Regions from separate parts of the Mus musculus genome. Here all the other regions are linked to region 2. A link is a contact called in public ChIA-PET, HiChIP or PLAC-seq and promoter capture Hi-C data. All regions are on one chromosome and are shown on one strand. Each heading gives the region's core, a stretch centred on a gene start, on an enhancer-like site or on the middle of the called end of the contact. The rest is flanking DNA. Distances are from core to core; before and after follow the strand shown.

Region 1 (3,158 bases), core at 97-2,596, 450 kb after region 2:
CTCATTGCAGTCATTTTCTTTCTCCTGGCTCTCTAGCCAACTCGAAGTGGATCGCCCAGCCCAGCCAGAGCACCAGGGAGCAGAGCTGGGCCAGAGAACCTGGGCAGAGAAGAGAAAGGGCTCAAGATGGCTTTGGGAGAGGGAGTGGATCTCGGAACACTTCCTGGTAAAGGCAGCAGCTTTGGGAAGTGCTCTGTTGCTGCCATCTTGAGGTGACGCCCAGCCTTCATCCGGCTATGCCGAGAGCGCCCTCTGGAGGCTGTTCCACAGCAAGGCCTGGAAGACTCAGTGGAGAGGCTGTGCTACCCACCTCCTTTGCCTGAGGCTGCAGACAGAGACCCTCTACTGTGGAGAGCAAACAGGCCTGAGCTCTCCCGAGGCTTGACCCTGTGAGGGTTAGGGTCTCGATACTTGGGGAGCTCCATAGCACCTCTGAATTAAGGACCAGCCACTTCCTGGGTGGGCTTGGCTTCCCCACAGCTGATGCTTTCTGGGGGTCCCCCAGCCAGCTCAGGCACCCAGAGCAAAGTGAGGAGGAGAACTCCCTCTGGAGACAGCGTAGGGACTTACCACGCTAGGCAGGCAGGATCCTGCAGCAGACCCAGACCTTCTCTGGATGTCTGACAGCCATCTGTCCTGCTCCACAGCGAGCCATTCGCAATTGTCTACAGAACAGACCAGCTTCCCGTCTTTCTGTCTAGAAGGTGGCCTGACAGTGCCAAGGCTGGGGCAAACCGGGGAGGACTTGCTGGACCCACAAGTCCCACGTGTCACCCTATGGCTCACACAGCCCTTGCTGGGGACATGGGTCTCAGATGTGGGATCCGTTGGCCTGAGCCTTCTCTTAAAGCTTAGTCCTCCTGCATCTGTGGGTCTTGTAGCTCTCATTTGTCCTTGTCCCTGCTCCTCTAAGATCCCAGCCTCAAGGGTCACCCGGCAGTACAGAGGGATCTCTTACTCCCAGGGCACCAGGTCCCTGAGTCTTGTCCTGGGCCAGTTCTGCACACTGGCAAGACAGTAGCTATGAATGGGGTGGGTGCTCAGGAACAAACCACACATATTCTCATCTTGCTCAGAGAGAAACCACAACACTCAAATGTTCAGACACAACAAGTTGTGGAAGTGTTTCAGGCTAAAAGCCCTGGGGCCTTTATCCACCAGTGGCTGGGGGGAGGGGGGAGCTGCCTTTGGCTTTTGCTACCTTCTTTTCCTCCCCAAGTTCAGCCAGGCTGAAAGTCTTCTCCGCTGCCCTCCTTGCAGGTAGCACTGGCCTCTGGTTTCCCCTACAGCTGATCTGAGGCTGGGAATTTTAGAGCTTGAAAGCAACTGACCTTAACACCGAGTTAACGCACTTGGGGCAGGAGGATGCAGGATGGGGAGGGGCTGGCTGGCTTGGGGTCGGCCAAAAGCAGGGGCTGGCAAGCTAAACTCCAGAGGTGCTGGGGCAAGTGGGAACAGGCCAGGACCCCAATCCCAGAACCCCAAGCTGTAGTCATACCCCTACCTGCTTGGATCCTTCTAGGCCGGCTTGTTTGGGGCCACCAAGCTTCAAGCCTGCTGGGGGCGACAGTGCTCCTGTCCCACGCAGTCTCGGGTGGCATGGCTGGCAAGGGTCCCTGTGGGAAAGCGTGGCTGCTGTTGGCTAGGGTTTGGGTGGGCGGTAGTGTTGGATTCTGCGGGCTCTGCTTTCAGCTCCCGCCCAGAACCCCCACTAGCCTGGGCCTGAGAACAGCCACTCTCACTCCTCCCGAGAGCCCTCCAAGTGCTTCTCCTACAGAAGAGTGTGGGGATGACCGACTACAGGACACTCTTTTCTTCTCCAGGCAGGTTTGACCAATGGCTGGGCCCTAATAGCCAGGTAGGAGGTGCATGCTGAAGAGGGGCAGGCAGGCAGAGTCCCTTATGGATCCCACTGGCCCAGGGAATTTGGATGGGCCTGCCACTGAGAGGTAGGAATGCTGTAGGCCCAAACGGGCAAGGGCTAGTTTCTGCCTAACCCCAAGAACACAGAGAACTCACAGCCTGGTACTTCACGGTGTTGAGAGCCGGAAGGTGGGACCTTGAAATTACCTAGCAAGAAACGTGTTTACATGAGGGGCTGGGGTGGGGGAGGCTATGGGTGCATAATGGCTCAGACTCCCGGGGGCAGGGAGTCTATGGACTGGGCAAGGGAGGCACCCTGCCTGGGAAATGTCAGTGGAGCACAGGGCTCTGATGTCTGGAGGTAAGGGTACATGCAGGGGGCTCAGGAAAGTCCCAAGATCCCCAGTCCTATGTGGGGGAAGCTGAAAGCCTTAGTCCTCTGGCTCCTAGCACTCCTTAGGCTCTGGATTTCTGGTTTCTAAGTGCCTTGGCATCGGGCACACACCTTATGCCACCTCCTGCTTTTTTTCCTCCCATATCATCTACCCCCAGCACTGGCCCCCATCTGCTCGGGGGCTGAGTGCTTGTGGAGTGTGGAGGGATTTGGGTCCAGGTCTGAGATTTGGGGTAGCAAGTGGGGCCACCTCCCAGCAAGTCCCAGAAAAGTAAGTGCAGGGCCCCAACACCCTGAGCCCTAAAGGAAGGCCAGGCTCTGCCTTCCCAGTACCTGAGGGGTCTGCTCTCTAACTCCAAGGCTTTGTTGGTTTCCAGCTCCTTCAGCACCACCTTCCCTCAGCACTCTTCTCTGGCTACACACCTGGAGGGGAAAGGGTTAAGGGTGGAGGGCTGGAGTGGGTGGCAGAGAGGCCAGGGTTTTTTGGCAATAATCCGCCTTCCGTGCCCTGGGTGTGGAGAACAAGGTTAGAACCCCATGTGGGAAAGGCTTCCACTCTGACCCACGTGGGCCAAGGCCTCTTCTTCTGATTTTCTGCCAGGCAGTAGTAGCTCTCCTCTCCCTCTCGAGCCTCCCCTGGGCTTTCATGCCTGTCTCTGAGCCTACCTGCTCTTCCCTCCCAGCCCCAGAGCCTCTAGCTTCATGCCATCCAACTACCCAGCCGGACACCCGGTCCTCTGCCCTGCCCTGTCTAGCCTCCGGCTTTCCCCGGGTCTGTGCTGGACTCTGCTCCTCTTCTCTGTGGGCTTCCTCTCTCGGCCAGGCTCCTCCATCTCTTCTCTGTGGGCTTCCTCTCTCGGCCAGGCTCTTCCATCTCTTCTCTGTGGGCTTCCTCTCTCGG
Region 2 (3,179 bases), core at 125-2,624:
CTCTCTCTCTCTCTCTCTCTCTCTTTCTCTCTCTCTCTCAGAGAAGATTTCTCTGTGTAACAGCCCTGGCCTTCCTGGAACTCTGTACTCTAGGTGGCCTTGAACTCACAGAGATCTGCCCACCTCTGCCTCCCAAGTGTTGGGACTAAAGACATGTGCCACCATGCCCAGCTGAATCCATTTCTTAAACTTTTTGAGGGCAAAGAAATAAAGGATCGATTTCCTGGACTTTCCTTTCCTTTCCTTTCCTTTCCTTTCCTTTCCTTTCCTTTTTTCTTTTTTCTTGAGACAGAGTCTCAGGTAACTCAGGCTGGCCTCGGACTCAGTAGCCAGGGGTAACCTGGAACCTTGTGATCTTCCCACCTACACCTCCCCATGCTGGAATGTCAGGTGTGGGCCACCACATATATCCTAGAATTGTTCTGAGCGAGGTTCGAATGAAAACGCTGTTCAATTCAGCGGTCAATGTGGTGAGTCTGAGTTGCTATGGTTTTGGTGTCCCCTCCTTAAATGGTTTCCTTGTTATTATTACTTTATTTTTGCTCTTCCCCTTCCTGGCTGTGTGACACCCAGCAAAAGACTTCCCTTCTCTGAACCTCAACAAGGGAGAGTCTCTGAGTTCCAGTCCAAAATGAGACACAGGAAGTATTTGAGAAATAGCTATTATTTCTGTTATTACTGTTCCTAACCGCGACCTCATGGTGCTGTGGTTGTTTTGGAGGCAGGACCTCATTATCCAGCCTGGGCTCCAACCCACTGTGTAGTCTAGGATGGCCTGGAACTCCTGATCTCCCACCTCCTGCGTGCTGGGATGACAGGCATGACCGGCTACATCTGCTTTACACTTCCTACTTACCAGCACACATCCAGCTTACTGGCAGTGCCAGTGGGGTGCCAGTCAGAGCTGGAGCCCTACCTGGGAAGATAGTAGCTATTGAGGGCCTCCCCAGGGCGAGTGAGATATCAGGAGATGCCTTGGGGTGGGATTCTGGGTTCAAGTCCAAAGACCCTCCCCTACTGCGCAGCCCCCCTCACCCACAAAGGACACGAAGCTGGTCTTGTCAATGAGGATCCAGGTGCCGAAGCAGAAAATCAGGCCGCCTAGTACCTAGGGGAAGAGAAGAAATGAGGCTAGGGCGGATCAAGGGCCACTGTGGCCCTGGAACCCCGGCTGGGTAGCCATGAGTAGACTCACAAAGAAGAAGAGGTTGAAAACGAAGAGGAAGTACTTGATGAGGCTGAGGCAACTCTCTTGGGCGGACATCTTCGCCTAGATGGGGAATGACCCACTCGAGAAACCCAGACAGAAGAGGTGTTGGCCGCAGGGGGGAAGGGGAATAGTGGGCAAAGAAAGACAGAGACTGAGAGGCACAAAGGAAACCGGCAGAGAAAGAGGAAGTTCCGGGGGGGTGGAGCTCCACCCCGCCCTGTTCATTTAGTGACTGTCAGCGGGGGCCCTATCTTCTTCAGGGTTCCATCGAGTGCACAGCAGTACCTGAGGGTCCTTGGAATATGTGGGTGCCAGGGACACAATGGGTTCCTCGCAGGTGTCCATAGCTCAGGCAGGGCGCACAGGGGCTTCTGATGGACTTCCACTCACGTGGGTCCTGGGACTTCAAGGTTGTTTCTGCAGAGTTCAACCTCACAGACACTCTGACCTCACTGGCTACTGGCTCCGCCCCCTGCACCCTGTGATCTTCTGCTTAGCACCCATTAGCCTCGAGCCACCGCGCTGTCTCTGCCTCTCTGTCTCTGTCTCTCTGGGCCTTTGCGGTCTCTGTCCTGTGTGTCTCTTTCCCTGGGTCTCTCTCTTTGCTCTCTTTCTTCTAGAGCAGGTGCTCCGATGTGCTTGGGGGCCAGGGTTGGACCCCTGGGGAAGTGAAAGGGCTGCAGAGGAGGTGTGACAGTCCCAGGAGTGAGGAGGGCAGCGAGGCAGTGCCTGAATATCCGGTGGAGGAAGTGAACCTCAGATGGCACTTCCTACCTCTGCGGAGAAACCTGAGGGGAGGAGGCCCCAGAAAAGCCAGGCACTGGAGTGGGGGTCACTTGAGCATACCTAGCATCTTCAAAGTTTCCTATGATGTGCCCAGAAAGAAGTCCCTGACACTTGTCAAGTCCCCAGTTCCTCACAGATTTCTAATGTGGGAAGTTCCTATCACCTATCTACCCAAAGCCTAGTTCTCTGGGACAGCAGCTGCCTTCTGAGACATGTCTCATCTATTTTCTTTCTGTATGTGTATTTGTATGTGTTAGTGTGTGTGTGTGTGTGTGTGTGTGTGTGTGTGTGTGTGTGCGCGCGCGCGCCTTTGGAGGCCAGAGGACAACATTGGAAGCTGTTCATCTTTTTTTAAAAAAATTTTAACGATGTGTGTGTGTGTGTATGTCTGCGCCACATGGTGCTTATAGAGGGCAGAAGATAGATAAATTTTCGGGACTGGGCCTCTCCTGCCACAGGCTGTGCTCCAAGGCAGGTTCTGCCATCTCCAATAAGCCAAGTAAAAGAACCAAATTTCTAGAGGAAACAGAAAAAGGTTTACACACAGTGTGGTCACATTTAGAAGGGCACAAAGCGATCTGGTGATCCCCTTCAATTCATTTTTGGGGTCCCTCACTGAGACTGAGGTGTAAATAGAAGGCTAATGTTATGCATGTCTATGCAGTCCACCATGCGGTCCTACCCACCACTGACCCACCATCGTCTGGGCTTCAACCTCAACCTGTGGTCGCCCAAGCTCTTAGAGCCGTGTGAAATCCTATTCAGGGACACGCTAACCATTGGTTGGCATCTTTTCCCTTTCCCAGCATGAGATTCCTAGGGGGAGATTCCCCTTTCTTTGTGCTTCATTGTCCCAATAATCGGACAGATAGGTTGAGACACTTAGCTTATCTTCCCTTCCTCCTGTGGGGTCTGGGATGGAACACCGTTTGGTGGCACATCTGGGCCTCTCATTTGCCAGTTTTTAATTCTTATCTGCTGTCCTTAAAATCCCTAATTGGCCTTTGTGTGTGTGTGTGTGTGTGTGTGTGTGTGTGTGTGTGTGTGTGTGTGTGTTTATTTTGCTCCTGAAAGGGAGGCGTTTAGTAATTAACAGTGGTTTGAAATCAACACGGAATAATTGTGAAGATTAAGTCTTTGCACCATTTCTGCCTGTGGCATCAAGGAATCAAAGCACTGGGGT
Region 3 (3,009 bases), core at 278-2,777, 470 kb after region 2:
CCCTGAGACTCCTGAGCCAGAATCCCCCCTCCCAGATCTTCCAGAGCCTCAGTGGTAATGGCCGGCCCTTGCAGCCCCTGGCCCACAGAGCCTTGAGGGGCAACAGGGACCCCCGGCATCCCGAGAGGCGCTGCCGAGGCCCCAACTACCGCCTGCATGGTATGCTTAGTGTGTCCCCTCCTTCTCCACGTCCTGATAGTCTGCACTTATTCCCAGTGGTTGTCTCAGTGTGATACATCCCTTGTCCTTTCTCACCTCTCCATATGGAACAGCCTGCTGCAGCCCACCCCTCTTTGCAGCTTAGTCTAAGGCCTGACACCCTGTTTTCCTTGTGGTACAATTACATACTGGTCCATGCCCTCTGCCTACTGTTACTTGCCAAGATGGTACGGTCCAGGTCACCTGTTTACAAATGGTATGACCCTACTTAGAGCTGTAGTCTTTCTGCTATTCCCTTTCTGAGAATCAGCGTGGTACAATCCCTCTGTCTTTCTTACTGCCACTGTGGCTCGGCCCCGGGAAATCGGTTAGTTTCTTGTCTGGTTTCTCAACATGGTACAGCCCAGAAGACCATATCCTCTCCATGTACCTTTATGCAAACCAGCCTATTCTGCACGTCCCATGTGGCCTTCTTCCCTCCCTACATGGTCTGGTCCAGGAGCTGATCATTCCCCCAACTTGGTATATTCCATTCCCCCTTAGCAGCCTGACTAGTAGAGTCCTATGTGCTCAGCTCCCACACCCCTCAAGCCGGTGCTTCCCTTTGCAGTGGACGGTGGTCCTCACGGTCGCTGAGACTCCCCAACGAGGATTACGCCCGCCTGTTCTGAGTTTCCTCACCAGGGGAGGGGATTCACCCCAAAACAAAGCTATTAAAAGGACTGAATGTTTCCGGTTTCTCGGTGGTTTATCAGTCGCGATTGAGGAACATCTAGATATTAAAAAAAAAAAATCCTTCCCGAAGCCCACTTCTTTCTGCCTTAATCTGCTCTAATTGATGTTCTGCTTTTTTTCCTCAATGAGTCTGTGAACACTCGGCTCCTTTAAGAGGTACCCCTCTTGCCCCACACCCGCATCCGATAGCACGCGCAAAGCCATGTGCTTCCCCCTTCTTCCTGCCTCATTGGCCCGAAGTGGGTCACGGTCCCGCCTCCAGCGCCTCCTCCCATTGGCCAAATATAGGTCAGTGTCCCGCCTTCTTCCAAAAGGCGAGGCAACTACACAAGTTCAGCCCCTCACGCGCCTCCAGGGTCTTGGCATATCCCTTCATCTCATTGGCTGAGCGTCTCAAGGGCTCGAGACGTGATTGGTTCTTGCCAGAAGCCGGAGGAAGGCACGCGGCTGGGGTGCATGGCCCAAGTGGAGGGAGGGGGCCCGGAGGAGGGGCGCGCGCTCTGGCGTCCGGTGTTTTGGTTTAGATTTTTTTTTTTCCGCGAAAGAAGTTTGCTTTGGCCACGCCTCAAGGCTGCCACCTCCTCCTGCCCCCTCCTCCGCCCCTGGGTGCACACCTCTGGGTGCAGATTGCAAAGCTCCTTTCTTTGCGAGAAGTGCAAAATTGGCTAGAGCCAGAGACTCGCCCACTTGGTACAGAAGGAGCGCGCGCCTGTGTCCCTTGGGGACCCACAGTTGCAAAGAGACAGCTGCTTGATTTGGTCACCCACTCGCCCAGACTATAGGAGCCTCCCGGGACAGTCTTTGAGTTGCACCTTTCTGCAGAACTGACTGGTTGAACCCCCGCAGCGCTCTTAGGATTTGAAGCGTCCTGATCCTGGAGGCTTGCACGCCGCGCTCTCCCGACTCTGGGACACATTCGCCCGAACCACTGGAGTGTGCGGGTGACTGACATATCATCTCATCTCTTCGACTCTCCATGAGCTCATGAACCTGGGAGCAGGTCCACGGCAATGGCGCGGCCTCTGAGCGACAGGACCCCGGGCCCCCTGCTGCTGGGTGGCCCGGCTGGGGCCCCCCCTGGCGGGGGAGCGCTGCTTGGGCTGAGGAGCCTTCTGCAGGGAAACAGCAAGCCCAAAGAACCGGCCAGCTGTGAGTTCTAGTCCCACTGTGTTAGGGACTCAACTGTTGGGGTGGTGGTCCACGGCACCTATCAGCTAGGTGTCCCATCTTTGCTAGTCTTCATTAGGTCACTTAGGTCTTCCAGTCCATCAGCCTCCAGGACCAAATCTGACGCCTGGAGGGCCTAAGGGTCAAGTCCCTGGAGTGTTCCTACTTGAGGACAGAGTTTAGGTGCCAGACCCCTCTTTCTTTCCTTTGGCCTCAGAGTCTGGACCCCTGGAGTCCTAGGGGAAGGGAGGGGGTGTGTCGGATGCTCACACGGTGCAGACACGGGCTTGGGCGGGGCCTCGCAGGGTCACATGGAAACTAGGGATGAGGAATGTGCCTGAGCAGTGGAGCCCCTTCCAGCCCCAACAGACTGTGGGGGAGGGGATGAGGGTGCTGGGGGTGGGAGAATTACTGAGCTGTCACTTTTTCTTTCTCACCTGCCCAACCTTTCACCCACCCTGTCACTAAACCCTTCTTTCTAAACTTCCATCCTCGTTCTCTGGGTCGCTTGTGCTTGTGTTTCTTAATCCCCTCCCGGGCCCCTAACCCTATCCTTCTGTATACTTTTGCCTTTTCCCCCTCTCCGGGTCCCCGTCTCCCTGACCCTCTATTGCTGGGGCCTTGTTCTCTTTTCTCTCTGGGTCTCCCCAAGCCCCGTCTTTATCCCTCTCTTCTTTTTCTGGGTTCTCTCCCTGCCTGTACCCACCTCCCTGGGTCTTTGCCCTACGGCTCCCGTCTCCTCACTTCTCTGTATCTCCGCCATATCTCTAACTTGGGGTCCCTCCTGTGTCCCTCCACCCCATCCGGTCTCTCCCTGGCCTACAGGTCTCCTGAAGGAAAAGGAGCGCAAGGCAACTCTGCCCTCAGCCCCCGTCCCGGGACCCGGCCTGGAAACGGCGGGCCCAGCCGATGCCCCGAGTGGGGCCGTTAGTGGCGGTGGGTCCCCTC
Region 4 (2,981 bases), core at 118-2,617, 500 kb after region 2:
ATTTACTATTTGTCTCCCCATGTAGCCCTGGCTGGCCTCGAACTCACCTGCCCCTGCCCTCTTAGTGCTGAGATTAAAGACATATGCTGCCCGGGGGCACACTCTTGATAGCTAATTGATAGAGAAGGTCCTAGCCCACTCAGGGCAGTGCCCCTCCTGGGCAGGGGCCTGGGGTTTATAGAGTTAGCTGAGCAAGCTCTAAGGAGCCAGGCAGTCACAGCAGGATCCTGTGTGATTTCTGCTTCTGTTCCTGATTGCGTTGCTTCTCTGTGATAAGGCTGGGGCCTGGAAGTGTAAGCCACACAGGGCCTGTCTTCCTTCGGTTGCTTTTGGTCAGGTGGTCTATTACAGCGACAAAGAGAGAAGCAGAATGCGCAGTGGCTTTCCTTCTCTGTGAAGACTGTGGAGTAGTCTGCATGCGAATTCACACGAAATGAGGAACCTCCTCCACAGACACGCGCGGTTCCGAGAACAAGCAACAGCCAGGGCAGACAGAGCGCTCAGAGAGAGCCAGATTAACCTTCCAGTGGATAAGCAGAGGTTTACCCAGTGACACTGTGCCCAGCAGCACACACCTGCCATTCCAGAACCCGAGACACTGAGACAGCAGGACCAGCTGAGGTTCAAGGCCAGCCTGGGCTACATGAAAACCTTTCTCAACAAAAATGAACAAATTACCCAGCAAACCATGCGCGGCTGGTGGCACTCAGTGCTGTGAAGGCTTGGGAGACAGGGAAGGATTGGGGACACTGTGGCAGCCCTAGAGGGGAGGGGACATTAGCTAGGCCTTCAGAGTCTCCCTGGAGCAGGGACTTAGTGCGCAGTGCAAAGGAAGGTACTGTTAGCAGAGGACAAGCTGCCGGGTTCTGCAAAGCAGGCTCCTCCCCTTCCTCCTCCCTTCTCTCCTCCCTTCCTCCCCAGCCCAGACTAGCACTACCGGTACCTGATTTGGGGTAGGTGACAATGAAGATGTCGTCGTCCCGCACGTTGCTAGTGTTCTCAGCCAGACTGAGGCTCTCCGGTGAGTACATGCCGACAGGAAAAGGGATACCTTTGTATCTGAAGTATTCACCTCCAAAATTCCAGCTGAAAGAGGGGAAGGGCACGTGTAAAGAAGACCAAGGAGGTGGGCAAGAGTCGCAGGGCCCTCCATTCACACGCCAGTGAGGAGTGTCCTTTCTCTGAGCCCCGTGTGTCCACCTGAGGAGTAGATCCACTTCAACTCCACCACAGCAGTCCCGTGATGTCATACTGTCGCCCCCACACTATGGGTGTAGAAAGCTGAGCGTGGAGGGTGGGAGTGACTCGCCCAAAGCTACGCTTCTGGTAGGAGGAAGGGTACTTCATGTCTGCAAAGTGGAGCTAAGTGTTCTCCTTATGTCTATTCCACATCCCAACCCTGGAGGGCGACACCACGTCATCAGGCCATTTTCCGAACGAGGAACCCAAGCCAAAGGTGGCAGGTGCCCCCGCCAACGCTGCACGCTGCAGAGCCCATGTGAGAACCCACGATGACTCACCGAGAAGCTAAAACGATCTAGCTGTTTGTCCCAAAGCCATGACGCATTTACGCAGCCACGAAACCGAGTTTCCAAAGAGAAGACTGAACCTAGACCTTTCAGAATGGTGCAAGAAGTGGTCCACTACGGAGCCCCGCCCCATCCCCCCCCCCCCCGCACTGTGAGCCCCGCCCACAGCCCTCTATTAATTTGTTGGAGACAGAGTCTCACTAAGCTGTTCTGGCTGGTCTTGAACTTTTGATTCTTGTGTGTCAGCCTCCTAAGTAGCTAGGATGACAGATTTGGGCCACCAGGCTCATGTGGGACACATATTTTATCTACTGATTTTTTTGTACTGATGGAGCTTGAGCCTTGATGCTGACACATTAGGCTATCACTCGACCACCACGCTACAACCCTTGGTTTCATGTTTTGAGGGAAAAGGAAACCACAGCATATTGCTTTGTTTTGAAGAAACGCACCCACTAAAAGTTCCTAAGAACAGCCTGGCTTCTGGATGCCGCATCTGCTTCGTTCCTCTGACTGGTGGGACCTCTGTGAGTGAGACCAGTGGATCACATCACGCTGGTCATTCCCAAAGGCTGAGACAGGAGGACAGAGAACTAAAGGCCAACTCCAAAAGTACAGGGAGATTTGGACTCAAAAAGGAAAAGACACTGGGGTGTGGTGGCGCACACTTTAAGTCCCAGGCAGAGTCAGGGAGATCGCTGAGTTTAAGGCCAGCCTGGTCTACAGAGTGAGTTCCAGGACAGCCAGGGCTACACAGAGAAACCCTATCTCGGAAAAAAAAAAAAAAAAAGACAGGGTTTCTCTGTGTAGCCCTGGCTGTCCTGGAACTCACTCTGTAGACCAGGCTGGCCTCGAACTCAGAAATCTGCTTGCCTCTGCTTCCCGAGTGCTGGGATTAAAGGCGTGCGCCACCACGCCCGGCTGAGAAACCCTGTCTTGAAAAACGAAAAAAAAAAAAAAGAAGAAAGAAAGAAAGAAAGAAGAAAGTTTGTAGTGGTAGAGCCCCTACCTAGAATCCCCATTCCAGCTTACACTTCTACATTGCTGTTCATCACTAAAGGAAGTCAGGACTGGAACTCAAGCAGGTCAGGGAGCAGGAGCTGATGCAGAGGCCATGGAGGGATATTACTTACTGGCTTGCTTCCCCTGGCTTGCTTAGCTTGCTTTCTTATAGAATCCAAGACTACCAGCCCAGAGATGGCACCACCCACAGCCCCCCCCCCCTTGATCACTAATTGAGAAAATGTCTTACCGTTGGATCTCATGATCTCATGGAGGCATTTCCTCAACTGAAGCTCCTTTTTCTGTGATAACTCCAGCCTGTGTCAAGTTGACACAAAACCAGCCTGTACACCCAATGAGGGGCAGGCGACGTGGCTCAGTGGTAGAGCCTCTGCCTAGAACTCCCCAGTGAGGGATGGGCATGGCTGTATGGTGTGTCACTAGGCCCTA
Region 5 (3,275 bases), core at 339-2,838, 400 kb after region 2:
GCCTTTTTTCCCTAGTTTTCTTGGCTTTTCAAGATAGGATTTCTCTCTGTAGCCCTGGCTGTCTTGTAACTCTGTAGATCAGGCTGGCCTCGAACTCAAAGAGATCCACCTGCCTCTGCCTCCAGAGTGCCGGGATTATGTGTCACCTCCTCCCCCCTCCCCACACACACGTTTTAGCTAAAATTCCCGTCATCCTTTGAAACACAGGGAACCCAGTCTCATCGTTTCTTACTTAAGGAGATAGACCACCTCACACTCATGCTGAGTTTTTAATTCGGTTTTCCTCGTACTCACAGGGGATATCTTTGAAAGTTTTTCCTCGCACCCTCCGCTCATCCTGCCCCTGGGCAGCTCACGCCTGCGCCTCACCGGCCCTGTGACAGATGACGCATTGCATAGAGAACTGCGCAGGCTCCGTCGCCTCCTCTGGGATCTTGAACAGCAGGAGCTGCCAGCCAATCATCGCCATGGACCCCCGGTGGCTTCGACACCTTGAAAACCAATGAGAAAGGAACGCGCGCAGCTTGAAACTGCATCGCTTCTTAAAAGGGAGCCCGCCTGGGCGTAGAGCATTTTGGGAGTTGTAGTTTTCCCTGCGTAGACGGCTGAGAGTTTGAGTTGTTGGGTTGGTAGACGATGGGACAGTGGGAAGATGGGCTTGGGATGTGAATGCCAAGAAGTAATAAAAATATCTGTGGTATTGACCTCACTTGTCAAGATTTGGGGGCCTTAGCAAAGATTTTTTTTTAAGGTGCCAGGGACTGTGCTTGGAACGTTGGGCGTCTGCCGAGTTTGGGGAGATATTTCTAGCCATGGCCTCAGCTTGCCCTCTAGCACGAAATGTGACCCTGTAGTACTGAGCACTGTCACACAACTCGGAACACAGCCTGGACCATGTTCTTCTGAATATCAGACCCCATGTACTACCAGTGAGAACAGGTCATCACCATCTCCCTCTTACCTACAAAGTCCAAACTTTAGCTTTCTCCCCCCAGTCCTTCCGATGCTGTCTGCCTACTGTGCACACCGCTGACTTCCAACACCCAGCACCTCTCGGGTACTAGTCCTATTCCATCAGATCCAAGAATGCAAACCTCAGCTCTCCTCTCCCATACCAGAGGCCTAAGACTCCGTCCACCACCCTCAGACCCAGAGTCCTGACTTCTGCCCCCTTCCTTTTTAGAACTAGGAGTCTGGGCCTCATGTTTGAACTTTCCCCTCCTCTGAACTTGACTCCTACTGCTGTGTCAGGAAAAAAAGAACCAACAGGTGGCACCTGCCGGCAGGGTCTGAACACGACCACCTGCCGCTGTTGCTCACCCGGGTCCCTCTCTCTGCACCTGCTCCTGTCTGTCGCCAGTGACCGCTCCACCCAACCCACAGCTCGGGACTCGGGGGAGGAGATAGTAAGGGAACCCTCGAAGTGAGCCAGGCCGGTCCTCACGGCGTGTGTGTCCCGCCCCTTTTCTGGGTCCTTGCAGGGCTTCTGATCCAAGGCTCGCTCTCTTGACTCCCACTCGCCCTAGAAAGGGGAGTCGAGGGCGGCCCAAGGCTTGTGGGGTGGAGCCTAAGGTCTCCAGCCTAATCCGGGAGACTCCACCCGCTTCAAGGCACAGCTGAGTAGCTGAGAGGAGCCTACCTGGTGAGAAGCCCCTGGGGTAGATATGGGGATTTTTTTTTTTCATTTTACCCTTCATTCTCCGTTCTGGTTCCCCCTTCTGGTCCCAATATCTTTCCCACAGAGCCCCGTGCATGACACTCAACCCATTCTGTTTCAGGGACCCCTATGTTTCCCAGACACTTGTCATATTCTTTGATTCCCGTCTGTCCTAGAATCTTCGATTCTAGTCCCTAACAGCATGCAGTTCTCGTCCTTAATCTCCTCCTCCTTCAGGGTTCAGACTCCAGACGACTGCTTCCTGCACTTTCAAAGGCCCAGAACTCCAGATTCCAATGCTCTCCCTCTTAGATGCAGGAGCCCATGACGCAGGTCCTTCCTGTACCGCCAAGATCCAGGGATTTAGACCCAGCCCTTTTGCTTCCGACTCAGAACTCCAGGCCCAAAGCCTTCTACAGACACAGCAGTCCATGCCCAAGTACTTCTCCCTCCAGCCAGAACTCCAGGCCGCAACCTTTCTTCAGTCCTAGGGCTCCAGGCCCCAGCCCGTGTCTCTCACACCCGGAGGTTCAGGACCAGCCCTCCTTTCTCAGACCCAAGGGCCCAGAGACCAGTCATCCCCCAAAAGAGCTGATCTGGCCCAGTACTTTTGTCTCTAACCTTTCACACTGTCTCCAAAATTCCCCCAATGGCAGCCTCCCGTCATCCACTTTGACCCTGCCGCGCTCTGGTGGCTCTGGCTTCCTCTGTCCAGGTCTCCACCTCAGCCTTGGCAATGACCCTGGCAGCCTCCTCCCAGCGCTCCCAAATCATCCGTTCCAAGTTCCGCTCTGGTGAGAGGTTGCTTGTCTCTATGCATGTGGGGAGGGGTCCCGGAGCCAGGGCCCAGGGTCCCAGTAACATGATTCTCTGGCATGCGTGAATCGACCAGTGGTGTTCACATACAATGTCACTTGTGCTATGGAGTGGAGTAGTAGATGAATGTGCACATGGCTTGCTAAGCCATAGGTGGTGACACCCAAGAGTGCATATGTTGCAAAGGACTTAAACTGACCTGTAGGCAAAGCAGAGGAGCAAACTGAGACCTGAAGTGCATGTGTGTGTGGCAGGGGGACCAAGAGCTATCAAGCCTTGAAAATGTCATTAGCCAGGATTTGTTGCCAATGCAAAGAGTTCTGAACACTCAGAGAGGAGCAGAAATGTGCACTGGAAACTCTTTGCCCCCAAACTGAGGGTCAAGTCTTGAACATGTGAGTGACATTCCTGTGGGTGCATGCCAGCAAGAGTAAGTTGGGGTGGGAAGTCATGTAAAGTTGTAGTGCAAACTAGAGTCCAGAGAGATTTGAGCTCCAGGGTTTAGTTTGCAGGGTGCTGGCTGTGGGGAATTCGAGGGGCAAAGGGGTGCGTGGATAAAAGGAAGTGAGAGGTTGATGAGTCAGGTTGGCAAGATGGCGACTGTGCCAGGGTGGTCACAGACTCCTGAAGTGGCAGGTGGAGCCAGGAGCATGGTTGCCTCTCGGCTGAGGCTGGCTAGCTTACAGTCTCAGGAGTGGCTCTGGCCCAAGATGCTTAGCTGGCAGGAGCAGGCAAGAGGCCCTGGGAAGGGAGAGGGAGCAGGCTGCCTGCCCACCCGCCCGGCCCGGGGAACGTAAAGGGG
Region 6 (3,004 bases), core at 284-2,783, 320 kb after region 2:
CCTGTGGCCTGTATCAGACCCAGCGGTTCCTACTGTAATGGTGACCTCACTGCTGGTCTACTGGTAATAAATGCAGAGAGCCTGAGCTTAAAGTCCTCTAGATAGATACCCGCTAGGAAGAACTCCCAGCGAGCCCCAGTGGCCTGTGTGACACCCGTGGCTTATTTTCTGTAGTCCCAGGCACTCTGCAACCTGCTCACCAGTACCTGGAGGCCACCGGGAGCGAGTGCTCAGCCTCTCCCAGGCTCTAGCTACAGAGGCTTCCCAGTGGCACAGGCTGATGGCAGGTGAGGCGCCCAGGCTCTGAGGGAGGAAGCCTGGAAGTGTGGATGTCACGTGATTAAGTTAACACTGCTCCTTATCCCTTTAGCCTCTCCAGGCAGAAATTTGGATACCAGGGGAGACTGTCTCCAGCCAAGCCCACAGCCTCCCAGTGAAGAACTGCCCCAGGTCACCTCGTCCCCAGCTCCTCACAAGGCTACTTCTGCTACCACAGGGTTCTCATGCCAAGGCAGCCGGAGAGGCCTGGCCCCATGGGAGGCCAGGTGGGACCCTGGGAAGGCCCCTCCAGCTCTGACCCAGGAAGAGGGGGCATGGCCCTTCAGAGTCACTCTGCTGCAGTCCAGCTTTTGACTCCCATCTTTATACTGAGCCCTACAAGCTGGAAGCACAACTTTGAGGTGTGGGACCATTCAGGACCACAGGGGAGAGGTTCATTCCAGCATGTATTCTAGGAGGGCCAGGGCCGCTATGGTCAAAGATTGATTTTCCCAACACTGTCCAAAATTGGATGAAAACTTTGAACTATTAGTCAATAAATAGCTTTTATTCTCTCTGTGGTTGTGACATTGTGTTCTGACAAACAAGGGTAAGGGCCCAATCTGCAGTGGTGGCACACGCCTTTTATCCCAGCACTTGGGAGGCAGAGACAGGTGGATTTCTGAGTTTGAGGCTAGCCTGATCTACAGAGTGAGTTCCAGGACAGCCAGGGCTATACAGAGAAACCCTGTCTCGAAAAACAAACAAACAAACAAACAATATGGGTCTGAGGGAGGAGGCTGGAGCCTGAATCAAGCCAGAAGAAGTAGCCCTGGTCTTACAAGTCAAAGGAAAAAAAAAAAAAAAAGAAAAAAAGCCGGGTGTAGTGGCGCACGCCTTTAATCCCAGCCCTTGGGAGGCAAAGGCAGGCGGATTTCTGAGTTCCAGGCCAGCCTGGTCTACAAAGTGAGTTCCAAGACAGCCAGGGCTATACAGAGAAACCCTGTCTCGAAAAACCAAACCAAACCAAACCAAAACAAAACAAAAAAAACAAGTCAAAGGGAGCAAGGCTGAAGTCAGTCTGAGGAGGCAGAGCTGGGGTGAGGGTCCCTGAGTCTGAAGGAGGACTGTCAGTTTGGGTACCCTGGGACTGAAAAAGAAGGGCTAGGAAGGAGAGTCCTCAGTTCTCCCAGGTGTGCCTTCCTAGAAACACCCCCTCCCAAGGTCAGCCTTCAGTGACCCAGCCTGTATATCTGGTTCCACCCCACTGCTTCTCTGGACTGTGGAGGTGGGAAGAGGTCCAGAGGGCGTGGGATACAGCTGGGGATGGCTGCAGTAACCCGATATTCTGGGAAGGTGGTGGTGGTGACTGGAGGCAGCCGGGGCATCGGGGCTGCGATCGTGAGAGCCTTCGGTGAGTAAGGGTCTTCCCGCCTGCTGTCTGAATTGTTGTAGGAGAGAAAGGATGACTGACAGAGGTTCCCAGAGTGGGAGGAGGAGACTCAGGTTCATTTCTGTAATGATTTATTTGTTCTTAAATGATTTGTTTATTTTTATTTTCCTCTGCATTGTTGTTGAATCTGGCTGAGAGTATTAGATCCCTTGGAACTGGAGTTACAAACAGTTGTGAGCTGCCATATGGGCACTGGGAAATGAACCTGGGTCCTTTGGAATAGCAGCCAGTGCTCTTAACTGCTGAGCCATCTCTCCAGTCCCTCAGTCCATTTGGATTGTTGGGTCTTTGCTGATAGGTTGGTCATTAAAAACTCTTCCTTGGGCTGGAGAGATGGCTCAGCGGTTAAGAGCACTGACTGCTCTTCTGAAGGTCCTGAGTTCAATTCCCGGCAACCACATGATGGCTCACAACCATCTGTAATGAGATCTGGCATTTCTGGAGTGTCTGAAGACAGCTACAGTGTACTTACATATAATAAATAAATAAATCTTAAAAAAAAAAAAAAGTTCTTCCACTGGCCTGGCAGTGGTGGCATATACCTTTAATCCCAGCACTTGGGAGGCAGAGGCAGGCGAATCTCTTGAATTTTAGGCCAGCCTGATCTACAGAGTGAGCTCAGAACAGCCAGGACCATACAGAGCAACTCTGTCTCAAAAATATAAAAATAAAAAAAAAAATCTTCCCTGGATCGGTTCCTAGCTGCAAATGATAGCTTTGAGAGTATTATTGCCTATCGGTTTGGGATTTTTCTAGAATCCAGGATGGGGGCCAACAGCAGCTTAATGAAAAAGGTTATTTGTTGCAAGATTCTGCTCTTGTAAGAGGACTGAAGCCAGTCACAAGAGCCGCTGGAGTGGCAGGTGCTCTGGGTGGTGGCCAGCAGAGGGCACCAGAGATGGTGAGGAAAGTCTGCAGGGCTTGTAACCTTGTTCTCTTCTTTTGGCAGTGGACAGTGGGGCTCAAGTGGTTTTCTGTGACAAGGATGGTGAGTGATTCAGTGTTCGATTCTCCCTTGCCTCCTCCATCGAAAGGGATCCGCGCCTAGCTCTCCTCCCTTGAACCCAGCTCTGCTTCCTCGGACCCAGGAATTCAAGTCCTGGCTTTCTTCCCTCCCATCCAGGGCTCTTCCCTAGCCCTCTACCCTCAGACTCTGGTGTCCAAGCCTCAGCTCTCCTTCCTCAGACCCAAAATCTTTCTCCTGCAGAGGCTGGGGGCCGGGCTCTGGAGCAGGAACTCTCGGGCACTGTTTTTATCCCCGGTGACGTGACACAGGAAAGAGATTTGCAGGTG

What was found. Promoter capture Hi-C pulls out the DNA fragments that hold promoters and counts their contacts. ChIA-PET counts read pairs in DNA pulled down with a chosen protein or histone mark. HiChIP or PLAC-seq counts read pairs in DNA pulled down with a chosen protein or histone mark.
Region 1: a promoter capture Hi-C map of liver shows a contact between it and region 2. The contact joins the promoter of Ntn5 here to the promoter of Cd37 in region 2. A contact is called at or near these places in 5 of 39 promoter capture datasets (the C10 cell line, embryonic stem cells, liver and 1 more), 2 of 115 datasets of contacts at active chromatin or transcription factors (bone marrow-derived macrophages and embryonic stem cells) and 1 of 9 other capture datasets (liver).
Region 3: a contact with region 2 is called in an H3K4me3 HiChIP or PLAC-seq map of bone marrow-derived macrophages, with 4 times the contacts expected there. The contact joins the promoter of Dbp here to the promoter of Cd37 in region 2. A contact is called at or near these places in 8 of 39 promoter capture datasets (the C10 cell line, cranial neural crest, embryonic stem cells and 2 more), 4 of 115 datasets of contacts at active chromatin or transcription factors (bone marrow-derived macrophages, embryonic stem cells, memory CD8 T cells and 1 more) and 1 of 9 other capture datasets (liver).
Region 4: an RNA polymerase II ChIA-PET map of effector CD8 T cells shows a contact between it and region 2, with 9 read pairs. The contact joins the promoter of Sult2b1 here to the promoter of Cd37 in region 2. A contact is called at or near these places in 2 of 39 promoter capture datasets (both in liver) and 2 of 115 datasets of contacts at active chromatin or transcription factors (bone marrow-derived macrophages and effector CD8 T cells).
Region 5: a contact with region 2 is called in a promoter capture Hi-C map of liver. The contact joins the promoter of Mamstr here to the promoter of Cd37 in region 2. A contact is called at or near these places in 7 of 39 promoter capture datasets (the C10 cell line, cranial neural crest, embryonic stem cells and 4 more), 1 of 484 Hi-C or Micro-C datasets (embryonic stem cells), 3 of 115 datasets of contacts at active chromatin or transcription factors (all in embryonic stem cells) and 2 of 9 other capture datasets (adipose tissue and pancreatic islet).
Region 6: a contact with region 2 is called in an H3K27ac HiChIP or PLAC-seq map of large pre-B cells, with 2.4 times the contacts expected there. The contact joins the promoter of Hsd17b14 here to the promoter of Cd37 in region 2. A contact is called at or near these places in 6 of 39 promoter capture datasets (cranial neural crest, frontonasal cranial neural crest, hematopoietic stem and progenitor cells and 2 more), 3 of 115 datasets of contacts at active chromatin or transcription factors (embryonic stem cells, large pre-B cells and memory CD8 T cells) and 2 of 9 other capture datasets (adipose tissue and liver).

What each region holds. Positions count from the first base shown.
Region 1 is chr7:45,682,676-45,685,833 of GRCm38.p6, forward strand. It overlaps Ntn5 (netrin 5), which reads left to right and starts at 1,347. Exons shown (of 7, transcript NM_001358870.1): 1 at 1,347-1,823. The coding sequence starts at 1,790. It overlaps Sec1 (secretory blood group 1), which reads right to left. Exons shown (of 4, transcript NM_001271578.1): 2 at 2,591-2,680; 3 at 1,505-1,616. The coding sequence starts at 1,601.
Region 2 is chr7:45,237,465-45,240,643 of GRCm38.p6, forward strand. It overlaps Cd37 (CD37 antigen), which reads right to left and starts at 1,375. Exons shown (of 8, transcript NM_007645.4): 1 at 1,196-1,375; 2 at 1,036-1,108. The coding sequence starts at 1,264.
Region 3 is chr7:45,703,720-45,706,728 of GRCm38.p6, forward strand. Dbp (D site albumin promoter binding protein) reads left to right here and starts at 1,528. Exons shown (of 4, transcript NM_016974.3): 1 at 1,528-2,043; 2 at 2,887-3,009. The coding sequence starts at 1,905. Car11 (carbonic anhydrase 11) reads left to right here. Exons shown (of 9, transcript NM_009800.4): 8 at 1-159; 9 at 770-952. The coding sequence ends at 795.
Region 4 is chr7:45,741,111-45,744,091 of GRCm38.p6, forward strand. It overlaps Sult2b1 (sulfotransferase family, cytosolic, 2B, member 1), which reads right to left and starts at 1,368. Exons shown (of 6, transcript NM_001360784.1): 1 at 944-1,368. The coding sequence starts at 1,250. Gm31597 (a long non-coding RNA gene) reads left to right here and starts at 852. Exons shown (of 3, transcript XR_391433.4): 1 at 852-1,021.
Region 5 is chr7:45,638,389-45,641,663 of GRCm38.p6, forward strand. It overlaps Mamstr (MEF2 activating motif and SAP domain containing transcriptional regulator), which reads left to right and starts at 1,589. Exons shown (of 10, transcript NM_172418.2): 1 at 1,589-1,642; 2 at 2,314-2,451. The coding sequence starts at 2,394. It overlaps Rasip1 (Ras interacting protein 1), which reads left to right. Exons shown (of 12, transcript NM_028544.1): 12 at 297-704. The coding sequence ends at 496. It overlaps A030001D20Rik (RIKEN cDNA A030001D20 gene), which reads right to left and starts at 370. Exons shown (of 2, transcript NR_152217.1): 1 at 295-370.
Region 6 is chr7:45,553,395-45,556,398 of GRCm38.p6, forward strand. Hsd17b14 (hydroxysteroid (17-beta) dehydrogenase 14) reads left to right here and starts at 1,534. Exons shown (of 9, transcript NM_025330.3): 1 at 1,534-1,672; 2 at 2,661-2,699; 3 at 2,919-3,001. The coding sequence starts at 1,585. It overlaps Plekha4 (pleckstrin homology domain containing, family A (phosphoinositide binding specific) member 4), which reads left to right. Exons shown (of 20, transcript NM_001381849.1): 19 at 175-287; 20 at 371-835. The coding sequence ends at 633.